Linked DNA regions of Mus musculus: all the other regions are linked to region 1. A link is a contact called in public promoter capture Hi-C data. All regions are on one chromosome and are shown on one strand. Each heading gives the region's core, a stretch centred on a gene start, on an enhancer-like site or on the middle of the called end of the contact. The rest is flanking DNA. Distances are from core to core; before and after follow the strand shown.

What was found. Promoter capture Hi-C pulls out the DNA fragments that hold promoters and counts their contacts.
Region 2: a contact with region 1 is called in a promoter capture Hi-C map of pre-B cells, with 3 times the contacts expected there. The contact joins the promoter of Atrx here to the promoter of 2610002M06Rik in region 1. A contact is called at or near these places in 2 of 39 promoter capture datasets (liver and pre-B cells) and 1 of 115 datasets of contacts at active chromatin or transcription factors (fibro-adipogenic progenitors).
Region 3: a contact with region 1 is called in a promoter capture Hi-C map of pre-B cells, with 4 times the contacts expected there. The contact joins the promoter of Cox7b here to the promoter of 2610002M06Rik in region 1. A contact is called at or near these places in 3 of 39 promoter capture datasets (erythroid cells, hippocampal neurons and pre-B cells), 1 of 484 Hi-C or Micro-C datasets (pre-B cells), 1 of 115 datasets of contacts at active chromatin or transcription factors (astrocytes) and 1 of 9 other capture datasets (liver).
Region 4: a promoter capture Hi-C map of pre-B cells shows a contact between it and region 1, with 2.6 times the contacts expected there. The contact joins the promoter of Pgk1 here to the promoter of 2610002M06Rik in region 1. A contact is called at or near these places in 2 of 39 promoter capture datasets (liver and pre-B cells) and 1 of 115 datasets of contacts at active chromatin or transcription factors (astrocytes).
Region 5: a contact with region 1 is called in a promoter capture Hi-C map of the C10 cell line, with 7 times the contacts expected there. The contact joins the enhancer-like site here to the promoter of 2610002M06Rik in region 1. A contact is called at or near these places in 7 of 39 promoter capture datasets (the 3T3-L1 cell line, the C10 cell line, cranial neural crest and 3 more), 1 of 115 datasets of contacts at active chromatin or transcription factors (astrocytes) and 1 of 9 other capture datasets (adipose tissue).
Region 6: a contact with region 1 is called in a promoter capture Hi-C map of pre-B cells. The contact joins the promoter of Sh3bgrl here to the promoter of 2610002M06Rik in region 1. A contact is called at or near these places in 19 of 39 promoter capture datasets (the 3T3-L1 cell line, 3T3-L1-derived adipocytes, the C10 cell line and 12 more), 7 of 484 Hi-C or Micro-C datasets (B cells, CD4 T cells, the G1E-ER4 cell line and 4 more), 7 of 115 datasets of contacts at active chromatin or transcription factors (the 230-238 cell line, the NIH/3T3 cell line, astrocytes and 4 more) and 2 of 9 other capture datasets (adipose tissue and liver).

What each region holds. Positions count from the first base shown.
Region 1 is chrX:107,814,668-107,818,075 of GRCm38.p6, forward strand. It overlaps 2610002M06Rik (RIKEN cDNA 2610002M06 gene), which reads right to left and starts at 1,667. Exons shown (of 8, transcript NM_025921.3): 1 at 1,468-1,667. The coding sequence starts at 1,483. Tent5d (terminal nucleotidyltransferase 5D) reads left to right here and starts at 1,810. Exons shown (of 6, transcript NM_001163104.2): 1 at 1,810-1,974.
Region 2 is chrX:105,927,645-105,931,052 of GRCm38.p6, forward strand. Atrx (ATRX, chromatin remodeler) reads right to left here and starts at 1,728. Exons shown (of 35, transcript NM_009530.2): 1 at 1,456-1,728. The coding sequence starts at 1,475.
Region 3 is chrX:106,014,218-106,017,625 of GRCm38.p6, forward strand. Cox7b (cytochrome c oxidase subunit 7B) reads left to right here and starts at 1,483. Exons shown (of 3, transcript NM_025379.2): 1 at 1,483-1,653. The coding sequence starts at 1,614.
Region 4 is chrX:106,185,399-106,188,806 of GRCm38.p6, forward strand. It overlaps Pgk1 (phosphoglycerate kinase 1), which reads left to right and starts at 1,702. Exons shown (of 11, transcript NM_008828.3): 1 at 1,702-1,917. The coding sequence starts at 1,853.
Region 5 is chrX:109,159,365-109,162,772 of GRCm38.p6, forward strand. It overlaps Sh3bgrl (SH3-binding domain glutamic acid-rich protein like), which reads left to right. Exons shown (of 4, transcript NM_019989.2): 4 at 766-3,103. The coding sequence ends at 798. Among named protein-coding and RNA genes, the nearest start is that of Gm34464, 30 kb to the right of the region's middle. Within about 2 kb of position 1,762, at least 13 of the 459 cell types and tissues checked have an H3K27ac peak or open chromatin away from gene starts, as enhancers often do.
Region 6 is chrX:109,093,791-109,097,198 of GRCm38.p6, forward strand. It overlaps Sh3bgrl (SH3-binding domain glutamic acid-rich protein like), which reads left to right and starts at 1,617. Exons shown (of 4, transcript NM_019989.2): 1 at 1,617-1,847. The coding sequence starts at 1,803.

The DNA of each region.
Region 1 (3,408 bases), core at 417-2,916:
GCTAGACAAAGTAAAAATAGCCTGCTTCCATATTTTCAGAACATGAAATAAAAGCTTTTGAAGCTACTGCCTCTAATCCTTTCAAATTTTCTAGGAAAAAAAAAGAGAGCTAATAATTTTAAAGCTCTTCAAATCTCTAATACTTCAGATTATGTTCAAAAATACAATTCAGTAGGCACTACCATTTCTTTTTACTTTAAAAATGCCTTTCTAGGGTTGAAAGGTGAGACAATATGCTTCCCAAATGAGTCAAGTGGGTGACAGAGGATGAACACCATGCCTTAATTCAGAAAACTGTTGTTTCAAGGAACTTGGGAAATAAAACTGATATTTTGACTCAGAGTTCAATAAAGTGCTTGTCACTTTATGCTAATATTAAAACTATACTACAGTCACTATTTTTTTTTACATGCAGTAGAAACAGGACCTCTCTTGGTCATCTTTTCATGATCTGCACCTTTCCTCCAGGCTAGCACTTTAATGTACAGCATATCCTGACTAGTGCTGCAAGATTTACTGGATGACATAAAATTGAACCCATCAAAAAACCATTTTTACCTGTACTTCAGGCTTATAGACTAATAGCGCCAAAAGAGCTTAACACGAGCTACAGAACAGTTACCATAACCCATGGTTTATCTTTTTGCTATCTTGGAGTTGAAGAAAAAGCAATTTATTTTATTTTTCTCTAAAGCCAACCCCTGGAAGGAGCAAAAATTACAGCAACATGGAGCTTCTGTGATGGAATTTAAGTAGTGAAAAAGAAAAAGAAAGCCAAATTGTGTTCATGACGTCACCAGGAAGCTTTATTCTTAGCCCCTACTAATTGCCCAAGTGGCCAGACAGGTTTGGCTGATGGACTTTATGGCTTCAGGAATAACCTGAATTTCCTCAAGTGTTAAATTAGAATGCAGCGGGAACAGAAAGCGAGCACAGTTAGTTCGGAGGGTTCGTAGCAATCGCTCAACCTCATCACCAGTCACCTGCAGTCATTAAAGGGCAGTTCGCCAAAAGCAGTTTGTCCACGTACGCTTTGAGAACCTACACCTCCGCCTGGAGCCATAGGCAAACTCCAGTCGCCTCCCCTAGGTCCTGGCACCATTCCCTGTCAATTTCAAAGAGGCCAAAAATTCACTGATAAGGCAGGTGACAGAAATCCTCAACAAGGGGCGGTACGGGCTCAATTATCTCTGTCTGTCCACTGGCTCCTCTGACCCTCCCCACATTCGAGGATGGCAGCGGAGGCGGAGGCGGCGGCCGCAGCGAGGAGGAGGGTGAAAAATAAAAAAAATAAAAAAAAGGCCAACCCCAGGCCGCTGGAGCCTACCCATCCGCATCACAGCTCCCTCGCCCCACGTGCGGGCCCAAAGGGTCAAGCCCCTGGGCGTGTCCCCAGCACCCCTGCCTTCGCCCCCCCCTCCCCAGCCCCCAAGGCCCTGGTAGCATCTTGACCAACAGAAAGGATACTCTCCATGTTCGACATGATCTCTCGAGTTCACCGGGCGGGAGGAGGGGGAGGGGCAGGTAACACGCGGGACAGGGGCTGGACCCGCGAGTTGTGGGTCGCTTGGGCGCGCGGAGGGTGGCGGTTGTAGCGGGTTTCGAGGGATCCTAGCCCACTTCCTGTTTCGGTTTAGAACCCGTGGTGGGTGGAGTCCCACGAGCTAGAGAGGCGGGACTGGGACGACGCCAACATGGCTGCAGTGAGTCGCTTCGGTTAGGATGGCTCTGGTCGCTTGGGGGCGGTGGAGTCCGAGAGCTGAAGCTTAGGTCCCTCCCACTTAGATGCTTCACGTGCGCTCAGGATAACTGCGCTAAACCTGGTCCGGCATCCCACCGGACTTCTAGTTCTTTCTTTTGTCAACCTGGACGCCGCTTAGCCTTCCGCCCACCTCGTACCTCAGATTTCACACAGTCCTGGTCGTCCCTCATCCCTTTCTCTCAGAGCTTAAGTCTTAAAGGGTGAAGACAAAGGTATAGGACTTTTAAAGTACTTTTTAAAAATTCTGACAGTGTAAAAGAACGGCTCGAGGGGTTAGTGTGGTGGGTAATGTTGAGGTTTTTTAAACAATCTTGAACCTTAGAGTTGTAGGGTTGAAGGGGAAGGAGGAAAAGTCCGGCTCTACTTGAGAGGTAATGTTGCTTCGAAATTTTTTCTCATATTAGTTGGTTTAATTTTATTTTTCTTAAGCACAGCTGATGTATGGTCTAAAATTAATATAAAATCTCTATAATGGGTGGGAGCAGTAATGGGGGTGGTCGTAGATAGAGCTTGGCGTATTTTACGTTCCTTTGACTTTCAGAAATGTCCAGAGGTGGATTTATTAGAAGCACTCTCTGGACTTAGGAAAAGAGGGAATTTTAAGCAGATTTGTGGCATTTCAATTTTAGTGTCATAGAAATTACATATATTACTCTGAAAGTTAGTGTAATTGTCGTAATTGCTAAATCTCAGAAGTTTGTCATTTACCTCATTCTTAAATTCAACCTGTGGAATTATGTGCACAATGCCATACACTTTTTATCCTTAGGATTATTTCTTTTTTTTTTTTTTAACAAAACTGGCTTTAAAAGTGAATATTTTATTATTTTGTGTTAATGATAGTTGGTAAAAAGCTTCAGACTGTTTTCTAACTGTCCGTGTTTCATTAAAAGAAAAAGAGAACCCTTGCTCAATACAAAGTTCTGGGAAGTACAGTCTAGAAATCATTTCAATAGGCAGAACCGTGTAAAGGTTATTTTTAGGTTTGCATCTCACTTTATAGTTGGAGAACAAGACTTATGAAACTGAAAGCTTTGGAAATTTCATCAGTTCTCTGTGTGCCTTAAACAGTTGCCTTCATTGCTGGAAAACTACCTTTGGGGGTTAAAGGTAAAGATATCTGTCTGGAAAGACTTTCCCTTAGCACTTACTATTTTTAACATCATTCCTTCAGTAAAACCATAAATACTAGAACAACCTACCAAAACTTAAACATATGTGAGTTTTAAAATGCTGTTGTTAGAGTTATAGGTATGCAATGTATAAAAATAAACGTTAAATTAAAATTTTTTTCAAACGATAAACTTTTTCAAGAAGTATCTCTTTTATAAGGTCCTTGTTTATAGAGAGTGTTTGCTGCTGCTGTCTGTCTTAAGTAAAAAACAAAACAAAACTGTTATCGTCTGTACTAAACACCTAGAAGGTATTTTACGTTTATGAGGTCTTTTATGTTTTAAATCCCAAAGTTAACTTCATATTTTCTTGACTATCTGATTTTAATCATGGTCAGTTTTATAATTGAGTCAGTTACATGAATAAGTATTTTAAGTGAAAATATTTATAAAATAATCTTTAGATCCTAGACACTAAATATTAATATTTGTTTTGACTGCTTTGTGACAATGCTTTTGTGGCTTTTTAGCAAA
Region 2 (3,408 bases), core at 478-2,977, 1.9 Mb before region 1:
TCTTAATTCGAGGCCAGCCTGGTCTACAGAGTGAGTTCCAGGACAGCCAGGGCTACACAGAGAAACCCTGTCTCGAAAAACAAACAAACAAACAAACAAACAGAACTGAAGTATATTTTCCCTAAGTAAAGAGAGCATCGATGCACTGTTTGCTAAGGTAGAAAATAATCGGATAGGCTCGTTCTCAAATTCTACAATCTAAAGTGCTCAAAGCCATGATGTCCTAGTCACCCAACGGCACATTTTGCCAATTACAGATGCAATTATGATCCACGCTACCTATAATTTCGTTTTGCCACTATTCACCAAGCTTGCATCTCATTCGAGAAGAAAAATCACCGAATTCAATCTTGGGATAAAAGGTCAAATATCAAACTGCCTAAAAAAGCAAGGTATCTGCATAAAAGCGGAATCCATTTCAGATTAACTACTCCAAACAATCAAAAAGCAAATCAGAAACGCGTGGAAAAACAGCCTGAATCGTAAACGTATTTGATCGCTAACATCGGGCCTGGGCTCTCTTCTACCTTTGCAATAAATCTTCTGGTGAATCCCCGTTAACCCGCTCCACATGCCTCGTGGAACAAATAAATAAAAGCACGATCTAACTACTTCACGGAACGTGTCCCAAACCGCAGGGGGTAACAACAACCGATGTCCCGTCAAAAACCGGACTTCTCCTGCAAAGTCGTCGGCCGCTGTTCTCAGAAAGCAAAAGCCCGCATTGGGCTGCCCGCTCTCCGTCTCAGCCGCCCAGGGGTCCCCAAGATAACCCTCCAGGATCTGGAGTCGGGGGGCGAAAAGGCACCTTCTAGAGGTACCTTCCGGGCCCGGCCCTCCTACCTCCAATGCTCGGCTCTCCTCTCGGAGCCGCGGAGAGCTGGAGGACTTCCAGTGGAGGCGACCATTGGGGTTCGCTAGTTCCAGGATCTCACTTCCTCCCGCCGCCCCTCCCCCTCCCCATCCTCCGCCCCTCCCCCTCCCCCATCCACCTTCTCCCCCCCCCTCCCCCCTCCTTCCCCACGCAGTCGCTAGGCCCCGAGATTCGAAAGACTGACCGCAAGCGTTCGGTGGCCCGCGACACCCCCCGCCCCCAGGCCTCGACGCCGCGGGCACGGAGGCGTGAGCCGAGCAGGGGCTCCCGGCTCCGCAGCGGCGGGAGGCGGGAAAGGCAACGCGCGCGCCGCATGCCGCCCCCGACCGACACACACACAGACAGACAGACAGACACACACATACACACATAGACACACACACACACACACCCCAAGCCCCAGCTGGGGCTTCCCACCGCGCTCCCCCAGCCCCGCTCACCTAGAGGGAAAACGATGCCGCTGACCGCGAAGCCGCGCGCGGGCCTAGGGCACCTAGCGCACGTCTTTGCAAACACCCCACTCGAGTGGAAGGCGCCCGGGAGCAGAACGCCGGGGCCCGTGACAAGGGCTTGCGTTTTACCTCATGGGCTCAGCGGTCATGTTTTTGGCTCGGACGGCCGCTTGGCTTGGCAACCCCTTGGGTACCGTTCTGCGCTCCTCGGCGCCAGTGGCTGAACGAAAAGTACTGGGATCTTAGTAGTCACCGCAGATAGTGCTGGATCGTCCTCCCAGCTCAGAGTCCGCTACCGCTGCTGCTGCTGCTGCTGCTGCTGCTGCAAGAGCCACGGAAACAAAGCAAGGCCTATGCCGACGCCATTTTGTTGGGCCGAGGCTTGGGCAGGAGAATTGGCGCGTCCTCCCTCTTCCTCTTTCCGTCATCTATTGGCTACCTCTGCCAGAGCTCAGTGTCTTATTGGCTACGGAAATTCACCTTCTTTGGGAGCCTGTTGCTAAGGCGGTCGACGTCATTTGATCCCCTCCACCTCTTCTTAGTGGGGTCCAGTTCAGTTACTGCTGACCTCAAAGTGTCAGGGATGTATCTTGACATTATCCTGAAAATGCGCTCTTGGTCCAACCTCTCTACTTCCACATAATTGGTGAAACAATGACACCCCATTTACGTTTATTGAGAATTTACTATATGTCGACCACTACACAGATCCTTTATCTTAATCTCATGCTTGAACCATCCAAAGTAGGCAGACCTAACATTTTAATGGGTGAGGATACCAATGCACAAGTTCCACATTCAGCCAAACATCCATCCTTGCGGGGAGGGTGGACATACATTCTTATGCTGTTTTAAACCCAAGGCTTTGTGCATGTTAGGCAAATACTCTATCATTGAGCTATGTCCTAACCCCTCCCCCACATGCACACTCTTAATCATTAATCTCCATAGCCACCCAAAATATAAATATTTTCTTTCCTATTTTATAATATTCTTAATTTTTCTTCTATATATTTCATTATAATATTCAGCTTGCCAACGCTTACACGTGTGAATTTTTACCTTTTGTGGAAAGAGAATGAGAAAAATTCTAGCTATACAGTCCTGACTAGGCTGCAACTCAACATGTATATGAGGCTGGCCTCAAACTTGGACTGTCCTTGCAGCCTCCCAAAGTGCTTAGAAGACAGGTGTACCCCATCATACTTAAGGATACTTACAGGTATTTATATATATATGATCAACTGGACATTGACATCTAATTCTTTTGATATTGAACAATCTTGAAATTGTCACACACAGGTCAGCCATTAGTTCAATCTGATATGATTGGGGGTATATCTCACTTACCAACTGATCCAAATCGTTTCCCCCTCATTTCATTTTTCATTCATAATCTCTGCAAATCACAAATAAGTTTTCTAAATTTGAAGTTTCCAACTTTGTGCCCACATTTATTCTGGAACACATGTTCATTCCCTTTATTTTGTTCATTCTGTTTATTTTTCCTGAAATATGCAACAGTTTTGGTCATGCTTAGATGTCAGGGTTGCAGTTTTGGACTAGAATGACAAGAGAAGAGTCTCTTTTCAAACAATGCATTCCAACAATCAGACTAGGTTTTTGTTTGTTTGTTTGTTTGTTTGTTTCCGAGACAGAGTTTCTCTGTGCAGCCCTGGCTCTCCTGGAACTTGCTCTGTAGATCAGGCTGGCTTTCAGCTCAGAAATCCAACTGCCTTTGCCACCTGAGAACTTAGACTAAAGGCATATGCCATCACACCTGGCTAACTAACATATAAAGATTTGGTTTTTAAATGTTGTATGTATGTTTGAGAGAGCCTGGATGTATATATGTACACAAGTCCTCACACTGCAGAAGAGAATGTTGGACCCCTGGCACTGGAGTTACAAGCAGGTATGACCTACCCAATGTAGGTGCTGGGAACAGCAAGTGCCCATAATCACTAAGCAGTCTCTTCAGCCTCTAATATACATTTTTTTATGTCTTTTCACAGTACTTCTATTGATTATTTGGAATTTGACATTGTGAAACCCCATCGCACTCACTTCCTAGTCCTCTCA
Region 3 (3,408 bases), core at 233-2,732, 1.8 Mb before region 1:
AAGAAACAAACACAAAAATAACAAACAAGGGGCTGGAGAGATGACTCAGCAGTTAAGAACACTGACTGCTCTTCCAGAGGTCCTGAGTTCAAGTCCCAGCAACCACATGGTGGCTCACAACCATCTGTAATGGGGATCTGATGCCCTCTTCCCGTGTGTCTGAAGACAGCTACAGTGTATTTACATATAATAAATAAATAAATCTTAAAAAATAAACAAGCATACCAAATAAGCATGGTGGTTTGAGTATCTCTGTTTTATGCTCACTCAGGTTGCTTTAGGCATATGAACTGCAGTGGTCATACAGACACAGTGTGGTAAAGAATTACCAATGGATACAAAACATAGTGGATAGAAGCTTATGCAGAATAGGATAGTCATTATGCATTGGAGTTACCTTTTTTTTTTTTTTTTTGCACACATCCCTCCTTTCCACTCAAGATACTTTTTTTTTTTAATTACAAAGGGAAAGCGGTGACTTTAAAGTGTAGAAATCTGGTATGCAGTGCTTGGATTAAATGATTAAGTTCATACTATTACTGAATGGGACATGCTAAGATCCTATACCTTTTGATAGGATGCTCTAAAAAGCAGAGTTTGATTTGTACATTATTTATCTAATCATGACACTAGAGAAGCTAAGGCAAAAGAATTGCAAATTCTAGGCCAGTCTGGGCTACATAGTAAGTTCTAGCCAGTCTGGGTTACATAGGGAGACCTGGCTTACACAGAGTTTCTTTTTTTTTTTTTTTTTTTTTATTTATTATTTATTATATGTAAGTACACTGTAGCTGTCTTCAGACACACCAGAAGAGGGCATCAGATCTCATTAAGGATGGTTGTGAGCCACCATGTGGTTGCTGGGATTTGAACTCTGGACCTTTGGAAGAGCAGTCGGGTGCTCTTACCCACTGAGCCATCTCACCAGCCCTACACAGAGTTTCTTAAGAAGATACATATATAGTATTCTTGCCAGATGCACATGAACTGGAATCCTTAGGGGAAAAAGGTCAATTGATCTCCCAGCACTTGGGAGGCAAAGGCAGGACTTTTTCTGTGAGTTCCAGGCCAGCTTGGTCTACATAGAGAGTTCCTGGTCAGCCAGGACTAAATAGAGAGGCCGTGTCTCAACTCCCCCACAAAAATTCCAAAAAAAAAAACCAATAAAGGTAAAACCAATTAATGTAGGTAATAGGAGACAGAATGTGAAAAATTTGAAGGGACTGTAATTGGAAGTGAGACACTAGATCCAATCCTCTGGAGTTTTAGCACCATTTTGATGCTGGTGCCTTATGTAAGGTCGGTGTCTCAGCTCTCCTTTGTAGAGTCCGAAACCTTTGTCCAAAGAGTTAACCTCCCTGCTTAGTAAATACTACTTTATGGAAGCCATCAAGCTTGAAACTACATTTCCCAAAGACCTTCCTATTTCCTCGCAGGAACTAGGATGACAATTTCTATAGGTCAACCCCTAAATCTCGCGACATCTCACCAATTCTCATTTGGGCTCCCTGCTGAAAGCCATTTTGTTTTTCAGGACGCTTTGCAAGGGTAGCTGGGGTGAATTTGCACCAAGGCAGCAGCATAGTCGCCGCAGTTCCATCTTCGTCTCCGCGATGTTGCCCTTAGCCAAAAACGCACTAAGCCGTCTCCAAGGTGAGCAGATAATGTGGGCGAGTTCTTTACAACACCCGGGATCCGGCTGTCCTCGTGCTCTTCTGCCCTCTTCCTCCGCCCCAAATCCTGCGGGTTTTAATTCTAGGTGCATGGTCCCCTGCGTGGTCTCCAGTCACTGGGAAGGGAAGCTAGCCATAACAGAGGTAGCTGTGACAGTGGCTTTATCATCCTGTCCTTGTGTTCCTAACCTCGTTATGCATTCTCTTTCTTCAGAGACCTATGATTTCCAGGAAGAACGCTTTGGCGGACACCTTGCTCTTTTAGCGATGATCTAAATTTTAGCTCTGGGAGTGTATTTACGTAGAAGAACTGATCTCCTACAATAACGGTGGTAGGAAACTAAATCTACCGCATCTGGATTCATAGCAAGGGGTTGAAAACCTTAAGCCTGGCAGCTTTGAAGAAGTCATCTGTAGATTATTAACGGAATATTAACTATAGCGAAAACAATCATGGTCATTTTTTTTTCCTGCTTTAAAGTTAGGCAAGTACGTGGAAACTTGAGACTAGCAGTATATATGGAAAATACACTGGACTGGAAAGAAAAAAATTCATTTTTGTAATTGCTTTACCCTGAAGGTGACCTTCAGTAATGTGAATGAAGGTGACCTTACACAATACTTACTTGCTTTTCTAGCCATGGATTTAGTTTTATTTTACCTTTAGATCACATGCTGTGTTCTAAGTACTGAAGTACTTTGGGAATAATTGAAAAAAAAAAAAAAGAAAGAAGCCCAACTGATCTTTCATCTGCTACAAGCTGTGTTTATTATTTCTTTCACTTTGGACAAATGATTTAGCGTTATAAACTTGTTTTTGTAAAACAGAGGTTAGTAAGTAATACCTATGTCAAAGACCATTAACCAATCTCTGGTCACTAAACTGGGTGGTTTTGTTTGTTTGTTTGTTTTTAATTTTATTTTGGTATAGAGGGGAGATCACTTGGTAAATCAGAGTGTTGAAACAACAGTTGTTTGGTAATCTCAATTTCTTTGATCTTTAAGTGACTTAGGGACTTTTAAAAATACTGTAGGAAAAGTTTTTTTATCATTTTTTTTTTTTTTTTGAGACAGGGTTTCTTTGTGTAGCCTGGCTGTCCTGGAACTTGCTCTGGAGACCAGGCAAAAAGATGATTTTTTAGTTTATTTTGTTGTGTTTCTGTTTCTCATACTCACCCTTTTAAATGTTCTGGAGCAGAATTGATTATGGAATGTTTATGAATTTGCTTATTCCGGCTGTGGCTGTTTTCTGAGGGAGGGTCTCAGGTACACTAGGTTGGCCTGCCATTTTAATCTGTAGCCAAGGATGTCTTCAACCCCTGATCCTTGGCCTCCATTTCCCAAGTGCTGGGCTTGACAAAGTCCTTCCCACCTTTATAGACCTAATTGTGTTTGCTTCTGAAGTGTTAGCAATCAAGTCTAGGGAATGTTAGGCAAGCACTACACCAATCCCGCTACATTTATTTCCCTGGGTGTGGCTGGTTAAAGGTGAAAGTGGAACCGTAAGTAAAGCAGCTAATATAATGGTTAAGGAATTATTAGGATTATACCACATAGAGACCATTGGTGGTGGTGGTGGTGGTGGTGTTTGTTTTGGGGGTGAGAGAGGATTTGATAGAATTTGAACCCAAAGCTCTGCCACTGAATCCAGGCTCTCCCCAGCCTGAAACATTAGTGAGGGAACAGCAGTTTTGTCTTACCCTGCAGCCCAGCCTGGCATGAAAATTGAGTATAG
Region 4 (3,408 bases), core at 452-2,951, 1.6 Mb before region 1:
TTTATCTTAAACACAGACATACATGCAGGCAAAAAACCCCACACGCAAGGATAAACACAAATTAAAAGGTAGTTATATGTAGAGATCTGTAGCTGGCATTAGGGCATTCAGTTCAGTATTGCTGGCACTACGGAGTCTCCTTCAGAACCTGGGCAGGTAGGATGCTTTCATGCGCCCAGAGACCTTGCCATCCACCGTGGAAAAGAATCTCACCAGGATTCAGAGTGGAGAGTTAGCTTGTTAATAAAACAGAAAGACAAAATGTAGGGTCAGTGAGATCAGTTAGCAGGGAAAGGTGCAGACCTCAAAATTTATGGCTTTTTTTTCGTGTGTGTGTGTGTGTGTGTGTGTGTGTGTGTGTGTGTGTGTGTACTTAAATATGTAAGGACAGCCTTCTCAGTCTGTGTAAAGTCGCTTGTATGTATCCGATTTCAGACTGCACTACTGCTATTGGATAACCATGGGGGCTCTCAGCATTCCTGCAGTCCTTTGTCTCTTCCATGTCACGTGGCTCCTGTTACCCAGTTCTTTTTCCGTCCTCTGTTCTCTTAAAACTGTTTCCCTTTCCTGGACCTGTCTCTCCTCTCCATGTATATGCTTATATAAAAAGCTGCATAGGATAGAAAACACATGGTATTGTCTTTCTGAGTTACTTCACATAATATAGTAACTTCCAGAGGTGCTTTGGCCAGTCACTCCTGGATATCTGCCAGTGAGAGAGGTGGAAAGAAAAAACCAGGAGAGTGAACAAGGGCTTCCATTTCTCATGTGCCCTTCAATTTCCTAACTAGTTGTCCTGTCTCAGACCGTCAGGCAAGCACTTTACCACTGAGCACCGTCCTTAGCCCAAATGAGTGTCAGTAGAGATTTAAAGTTTTGTTTTTGTTTTTAAACAGTGCTGGAGATTGGATCCACGGCCTCTGGCCCGCATTTTACCACTGAGCTACACTCCCAAAGCAGTCGAAATCACAGTGGCCCAGGATTGAAATGATCACTTAGATGCTTTGCAGTCTTGATAAGACACTAAATCTTTGTCTATCAGTTACTTCATCTTTAATAACAGAACGTACTTAGGAATTTTATGAGCATTGTTAGTTAGCATGACACATGCTATATGTATTCGTCATTATGAATAATGTAACCACAGCAATTACATTGTACTTTTTATTATAAAAGGGGGGAGGGGAAGGCCTGGTCCTTTTTTAACTTCTGAGAGGTTTCGATTACTAAGTAAGACCTTATGTAGACTTCCATTTGGGAGCTGAGAAAGCAGAGGATTCCAAAAGGGGATGACATTTGCAAAGGTCTAGAAAAGGCGCCTGGGAATTCTACCGGGTAGGGGAGGCGCTTTTCCCAAGGCAGTCTGGAGCATGCGCTTTAGCAGCCCCGCTGGGCACTTGGCGCTACACAAGTGGCCTCTGGCCTCGCACACATTCCACATCCACCGGTAGGCGCCAACCGGCTCCGTTCTTTGGTGGCCCCTTCGCGCCACCTTCTACTCCTCCCCTAGTCAGGAAGTTCCCCCCCGCCCCGCAGCTCGCGTCGTGCAGGACGTGACAAATGGAAGTAGCACGTCTCACTAGTCTCGTGCAGATGGACAGCACCGCTGAGCAATGGAAGCGGGTAGGCCTTTGGGGCAGCGGCCAATAGCAGCTTTGCTCCTTCGCTTTCTGGGCTCAGAGGCTGGGAAGGGGTGGGTCCGGGGGCGGGCTCAGGGGCGGGCTCAGGGGCGGGGCGGGCGCCCGAAGGTCCTCCGGAGGCCCGGCATTCTGCACGCTTCAAAAGCGCACGTCTGCCGCGCTGTTCTCCTCTTCCTCATCTCCGGGCCTTTCGACCTCACGGTGTTGCCAAAATGTCGCTTTCCAACAAGCTGACTTTGGACAAGCTGGACGTGAAGGGGAAGCGGGTCGTGATGAGGTAATTCCGTACTGCTGCCCTCAAGCCCTCGGGGCCACATTCTCTCTGGCCGTGGCAAGCACGGTTTTCCCATCACCTTAAGTTGCACTTATTTTTCAGCTGGGTCTTGGGGGTCCTGGGTTTGGAGGTTAAGGCTGTTCCTCTCACCTCATTGGGGCGGAGACTGTGTCTGAGTTTGCTTTTCTGCGTCCTAACTGCTTCTAGCTTAAAAAGCGACCAAATGTGTCCTTTAGGGAGTTGATCCCACTGATAAAGGGCTCAGATTCTCAGGACTCAATCTTTTTCCCATTTCTGAAGTGCAGTTTCATCTCTTGTAGCGAGAATGGACGTAGTACTTATCCTGCAAATCTCTAGGCCCCTGCTGAGGGACCTTGAAAGGTCATTTAGCTAGTTTCCCTTCCCCCAAGATTCTTGGACCATCCGTGACGAATCCGAAACCGCCCACGTTTCATTGGTCCTGGTACAAATGATTTCTTTCCCAAAAGATGTTGCTCAAAGTCCTCTCGAGTGGAGGTCCCTCTCCCCAAAGAATTGTGGGTGGGAGGGTGAGGCCCACTGGATGAAGCTCTGTATGGCTTATATAACAGGCCTCTGCTGCCCTACCTTGCGGTTGGACTCCTGGCCCTGGGGTTTGCATCAGGATTGTGACACATGCAGGGTGTGGCCGCCGGGAGTTGGAGGCCTGTAACCTCACTCGAGAGGTGGCTAGAGAAGCAGGATGTCAGAACTGAGGAAGGCTCCCACGCACGTGGCACATGTGGGTCCCAGGTCACTGACTTAACTTGGCTTCTCCCTTACCTGAAAGAATTACTAGGGTGTATGCGTCTTCTCCTTTTTGCCTTTCATAATGTATACTTTTTTTTTTTTGCCAGGAGTCAAGGATGATGGTTAGATACATAACTGATGGGCCTGGTTGTTCATGTAACAACTATAGGACCCAAGGATGGGAATTTTTAAGGGCCATTGATGGTCGCAGTGACTGACTACTCTGCCTGCTTGACCTTCTTTGGAAGTGGATGACTGATTGGCAGTAATCCTGGTCCCTTTGAAGATTTGGGCCAGTTCAAGTGAGGGCATCCTTTAGATACTAACACATGTAAGGGAACAGAGGTTCTCTGGCTTCTGTACAGGCACTTATTTTATCGTAGCCAATATTGGTAGGTGGCCTTCTCTTCCTGGGCTGATATCCAGAACCAACCCACTGTATTATGTTCATGCAAAACACTTAATGTTACCCCAAATGGGATAGAATAATCAGGATGGAGCAGAAATCCCAGCCACCCTAATCATAGATAAAGGGCAGGTTCTAGCTAACTTTTCATTCTGTTCTAAGGACAAAAGATTCATCCTGTGAGGGAGACAGGCACTACTGGCTTGAGGCTGACCTTTTCAGATGCATGCAGCTGCTCAAAGACAAGACAGTGGGCCATTGTGCTGGTCACTTTTGTGGGATGGCAGTTTGGGATTTTATGCTATTTTCTACAGAGAAAC
Region 5 (3,408 bases), core at 512-3,011, 1.3 Mb after region 1:
CTTCTGTAGGTAACCTCAATGTGAGTTCATGAAATGAGTGTAAAGGTTATGCTGTGCCCAAAGACAGCATTCTATAACATACCCATCCCCTGGCTCTTTTTTTTCCACTCCCTTTTCCCAAAGTGCCCTTCCAGACTTGGAGAGGTTGGTACAGATGTCCCATTCACGACTGAGCATCCAACAGTTACTTTTCCTAGTACTTTGATTAGTTATCAACTGCTGTTGACAGCGAAAAGAAATGTCTCTGACCAAGTTTTTAAGCAGTACTATATGGTCATATGTTGAATCGTTTAGAAGGCAGTGTGATGCAACATGATCATTTAGCAAAACAAGTACCTGTGACCTCCCTGCACAGGGGCTTTTTACCAGGCTTATAGAACCAGATATGAATTTCCTCTTGTGGAGCAGGCTTCAAGTCCAATCAGAAAATAGTTGCTAACTCCTATAAAAGTCACATGATCACTTTCCCAGGGGCCTATCTTTCCTGTGAGTTGGTTGTGTGGTATACAGGATCCACAGCTAAGTAAGAATGTGATTCTGATCCTCTCCCAGCAGCCTACATAAAACACTTTCTGGCATGATAAAAGAAAGCTTCTGCTAATTATTTTAAAGCCTTTTTTGTTAAATCATGGAAGTAATTGCTATATAATTACTTGTTAAATAATCTTAGTCACTTGAGATAGTTTATTTTAACCAAAATGCACAAGAGTATTTACCTTATGATATTTAAATGTAAGTTTTGTTTGTTTGTTTGTTTTATTCCAGGAAGCCGAAGCCCAGGCAAATCAGCAAGCATGAATGTTCTGAGTTCTTCCTTCAGCATCTTGAAAAATAATGAAATCTCCATTGCTTTTATAGAAATCCTTGCTTCAAAAGAAATAGGCTTACATGTTGAAATAATAGATTAGAGATTAGTTGATATTCTCGCATGCAAACAAGCATAATGAAAATGTGAACATGGTGGTAAGAAATGAGAGATGAAGTTAAAACTTTAAGTAGATATCTTAGAGTAGCATTGTTATCTGCCAAGGCATTTCTGTTCTGTAAGGATTTTACAAAAAATCAATATGCTCCTTCTTTTAAATTTCTGTGTAGCTTAAGGTTCTCATCATTTCAACTTTAAGGAACTGAAAGGAGCGAGAGAGGAGAGAGAGAGAGAGAGAGAGAGAGAGAGAGAGAGAGAGAGAGAGAGAGAAGAGAGAAGAGAGAGAGACTCTTATTCCCACAATGCCTCATTATCTTTAGTGAACATGAATATTTTCATGTGATGTTACTGTTGTTGAAATGTATTTACAGGTTATGTTCATATGTTAGTCATTGTAATTTCCTATGCTGATTGTGACATTCTCCTTCTTTTATCAAAGAAACATGTATGCCCCGAACCACAAGTTTTCCAGGCTTCTAGATGTAACCTTTCATTGCACAGCCAGTGATCAAAATAGCTGGCTTCCCGTCAGACACACGTTGAGTGCATTTAACTGATAAATTCCTTGCTTATACATGCAGTTATAGTCATGTTTCTAAGTTGCTTGCCTCAGTACAATGTGGGTATATAAGTCATGGAGAAAAGATTGCAGTTCACTTTAAATTGGCCCTTCCTTGCAAAGAACACAGACTTTTAATTAACTGTTATATAGTATCTTGCCCTTCATTGTTTAAGATATATTTTCTTTTGGTGTTTGCTGAACGAAGTAGTAGTGGCTCTTGTCTCCTGCTTTAACACTGTTGGTGATCGTGAATGATACTGTCCTTAATAGGTAAGCTTTTAGTTTCACTTTAGGTAGACTGTGTCAACACATCCGTCCAAGTAGAAAGAATCACTAAGCACACATTGATTTTTTGAGAAAGTACAAGTATCAAAGAAAAGCAACAACGTTTGAAGTAGTTTGAAGATAAGCAAGACCCAAAGCATTCAACCAGAAGATGTTGATATTGTACCTTTTTCCCATACTTGATTTTTATAAAGAAACACACATCTTTTACTTCAAATTACTATTATCATCATACCTGCTCTTTCCTAGACTGTACTTGGCAAAAATTCAATATGTAATGGAGCCATAGCTTAGTTTACTGAAACTCAAACGTGAATTGATGCTTTAACATAAATGGTTTTAAAATTTGCGCTACTCAACTCTAAATGTTATACAGTAATTTTGATGAATAATTTTTGTTTATAGGTGTTTAAAAAGGAGAAAAACCAAAATGAACCAAACCAACCAAAACAACAATAAAAAACAATTTGAAGGCAACTTTTAGTGACCTAAACTTTGAAGTATGAATTGGAGTCAAAACTATTCCATTTCTTCTTCCTTTTTTTTTTTTAATTGTTTTGGGGATCTCTATGGAAGACAATACTTTAAATTAATTTTGGAGTGCAAAATACTTTTAGCCAATGTTTTCCCTCATCATTGCTAAATGCTACAGGTAATACCTGCAGTATTATATGTGGACAATGTAACTTTCTCTGTTTTGCATTGGAGGATGTTTATGTCTGTGGGATAATACCCTGAAGTCTGTAGATTTAAAGTACAAGTTTGAATTGAGTCTTCTCCAATTGAAGCCTGTCATTTTGTCAACTGAGAAACATTCCTGATAGATGAAAGGAAAGGAAATAAAAGTCTAAGAATTAAATGAGTTTTGAAGAAACTTCCACAGTATATGCTTGGGAGTGAATTTCTTGTTGCTTTGCATAATATGTTTGGCATATTTGTGTTTCTAAATGAGACTTGGTAATTTGTAAATTTCACATTTAAGAGCTGATTTGCCCTTTAGAAATTTTGTTCTTTAGAAAGAGTTCCACTTTCAAAAACACTGTAAATTGTTAATTGTACTGCTAAATGTGGACACTTCATTGGGACCCTAAGTATATGTGAATAGGGAATTTTGAAACAAAGATTACTTTTACTGGGAAAGACTGAGTACAGGGAGTTTTGGTGAAATCAGACTTCACTCCTTAAGTAAAAAGAACAACAAAATGTAAAACTCACATGAATTTTTGTTAAGCAGTTGTTGGTGTTTAAAATTACAAAGTACAACATTAATCCTTTTCTATGGAACACTGATTCTTTTCATCTGATGAATTTCAATAAAACTGATTAAGTGATTCATGTTTGATTACTTTTAATTTTCTGGTCTTCTGTCTCTCTTCCTCAATTCTTGTTTCTGAATATTACCAGTCATCCCGTTGTAACTAATTTTCATTTTAAATTAATTGTAATTTTAACATTTCTTTAGAAAGAGTAACCATTCTTGGGGTTGGGGAGATGACAGTTTAAGAGCACTTAAGGCTCTTCCCAAGAAACCAGGTTCTGCTTGCAGCACACACATGGTGGCTCACAACTGTTAATGTAATGATTATTTTGCTATGATGTTTTTTAATATGTTCATTGAGGTATTTTATATACCTTA
Region 6 (3,408 bases), core at 367-2,866, 1.3 Mb after region 1:
CCAGTTTATTCAAATTCACCGTAACCTTTCCAGGCAAATGCTCTCGGGCAATTTCTCTATAGAAAATTTAAGCAGTAATGACCATTCTATGATACCCATCTCAAGGATAGCTCAAAGTAGGGAAGAACGGCATAAGGATATCCATTACCTTTATGTTAGAAATATTGGTAATAGTCTCTCCTAAAAATGTATCAGAAGTCTTATCATTAAGAATCATCAGGTTTTATGTATAAAACAAGTTATTGACTTATATTCACTAAGACAAGTATATCTATTACAGAACTGTACATGTGTATGTGTGTGTGTGCGTGCATGTGTGTATGTACTTGAAATCCAACTTTGGGTCTTAGTGTGATCTATAAGAGATCTACACATCTAGCCTCATTTTTCTAATAGATAAAGCCCACCAGATTCTTTGCTAATGCTACCATTCAGTTTTCTGGGAATAATTGATTGTGTTCAATAGTTTATAGACTAATTAGAAATATTTTGTTATTCCTGTTTTTTTTTCATTTTAAGAGTCTCTAAGTCTAAACAGTTAATGTAGAACTCCAAACAAGTTGTACAGTGATAACATAAAAGAAACAATATAGATTTTTTCAAAATCATGATTATGATTTATGATTATAAAGATTTTTCTAATCAAGTGAATTGGCAAGTAAAATTAACAGTAGCCATGATGTTGGTAATGAAGATGGTGGCTAGATTTTTCTCATTTACTGTACTTGATAATTTGTAGAAAGTCATTTTGTTTGGTTGATTTTTGATTTTTAAGAGACTTACCCTGTAGCATAGTCTAGCATCTAATTCCTGGCAATCATGTTTTACTATTCCAAGGGCAGAGATTACAGGTATGAGACAGCAACGGCAAAAAAGTACTTCCAAAGTATTTTCAGATGATTGGTTTTTTTCTTTTCTTTTCTTTTTTCTTTTTTTTTTTCTCTCTCTGCAATTCCTCTCCTCATTTTGGACTTGTTGATTTTTTTTTTTCTCTGCAATTTCCTCTCATTCTAGGGTTGTAGTTTTTTTCTTTGCAATTTCCTCCTTCATTCTAGAGTTGTCGCTTAGATCTCCTGCAAATTCTCACTAAAAAAATGTTCCATATTTTAGCAAAACTCTGAACAAAAAGAACCTATTCTGTGCTTTCCGGTTTGGGGAAACTTGAAACTTCTCTCCAGCCCTCCTCCTCTCCTCGTGCAGCTTTTCAGTATTCAACTCCTGCTGCCAACTAAGGTTAAAAAAAAATCACTTACTTCATTATTGGCATCTTAAAATATACAAGGCTTTGATAACGTGGGCTTAAAGACATTTAAAGTAGTGTCTGGATTCAATATAAAGCTAGCTTTAGGCTATCTTATTTGCATACATTTCTGAGCAGGAAGTAACAAGCAAAACTTCTGGTGTTCATGGGAACCGGTCCTTTATTCTAATCGAATATTTCTTTTTTTCTTACCCCTTCTTTTATTTCTCCCTTGCCCCCTTCCCGGAGAGGGAATAGTCAAAAAGAATTGTTTCAACAGATCTCGCGGTGCTGTTCGAGATCCTGTGTTTTAAAAAAACAATTTAGAAATGATGCAAATGAGCCTGAGCCTTCCGGGGTTTGGGGCTGGGATTGCAGAGCTGGAAGCTCATTGAAAGCAGCCGCTGGTGGAGGCGGGGCTCTGGCCAGTTATCCTTCCACCTTCCCCCACCCTCCTCATCCAACCTCTGTTTGGCCCTTAGCTCGGTTCCAGCCGTTGCTGCAGCTGTTTCCCAGCCCTTTTCAAGACTCCAGCGACCGACCAGAAGCCCTTGTTTCCAGGATGGTGATCCGTGTATATATTGCATCTTCTTCTGGCTCTACGGCGGTAAGGAGAGTGGGAGCCCACCTTTGTTGTTTTCCAACACACTAGTCCTCTTCTGCCCCAGAACCGTTAAATTGAAGAAGTTACACTGGAAGCTTCTCCTTAGAAGACGCAAGCATCGCCCAGAGTACCCCCTTCTTTCCTTTCTTCCTTTGTTGCGTCGATTTATTTATTTATTTATTTTCTCCCGTGGAGTTAGCTTTGTTTGCCTTGAGACGTTAGTGTTCGTTTCTAAAGGAAAAAGAAAACTACCAAGTTTAGGAGATAACTGGTAAAGGGACTTCACGGTTAGGTGAAGTCAAGTAAAATAAAAAACAAGTGGCTTTCAGGTTTTTTAGAGTGAGACATTTATGAAATATGCTCTGAGTACCGAGTTCAGGGGAAGTAGTGCATTTCTGTAAAGGATGAGGGTGCTGATGGGAAGGGAAGGGAAGGGAAGACTTCTGAGTACTGGAATTATTGTGAAGCCACTGGAATGGACTTATTTAGAGAGCGTGCAGGTGGGGTATATAATTTTAAAAATAGGCGAAAGTCAGGGGCAATGATACAAATGATTTTTTAAAAAAGTTCTTCTCCTCTTCCACCTCCTTCCCCTCCTCCTCTCCCCTTCTCTTTCTTCCTGGAATATGAAGCCATTTAAAAAAAATAATGTTGTATGAGACCTCCCCCCCCCCACTGGATCTTATTTTGAGTTTTTCCTTTCCTTCGAAAGATTTTCTTTCTAAAACCCACTCTTTCAAGACTGTTGAAAATGGAGGCAAGAACATGTGGCAACTGAGTTGCTGGCTCTTCATAGGATTTGGTTTTCTTCTTTGATTCATTTGCCAATTGTTAACTTAGAATAACAGTTTTTACCATATCTGAGGAACATTGGGTAAACTGAGGTGAAAGCTGGAATGCATACTCCTGTCACATGAAAGAGCTTCTGTTCCAGCAACCCCAGGAGGAAAAATAAAGGCCCTCAAGTGGCAGAAGCAGATGTGTGGGCTCAGGAATTTGAATGTAGAAAACTCCTCTAGCTTTAGAGTGGCAGAGATCCCAGGTTGCTGGGTTGTTGTCATTTACATTTAGTAGGATTTGGAATAGAGCTGAAGGCTATATGAAATCACCAGAACCATGAACCTTGAACTTTGTCTTTGCCAACATGTGTGGGTGTGTTTAGACGGGCTTTCAAAATATAAGGAAGCCTACTCTTAAAGTTATGGAGCAAACGTTTTGTTTGAAAAAATAGAAATGTTTATTATTTCCTTTGGACCCTACTTTAGAAGCATCTTGTCTTCCATACCTAACATTCTGATACCTCAGAGTAAAACATGGGTTACCGAATATCAATCTACTACATTAACTGCATTTTCAAAACCCAGCTTAATGCCTTTGGTTAATCCTTATTAGATTGACCCTCTCAAGCACTTAGGTTTTGTTGTTGTTGTTGTTTTGTGAGGTATGCAGTTTCAACACTGGTATTTGTTCTTTGCTTTCTCTATCTTCTATTTCTCTCCCAGAAGTAAACTCAAGGAGAAACTGCTTTAAGAATTTCACCAAGTAATAGAGTCACACCCCCCCC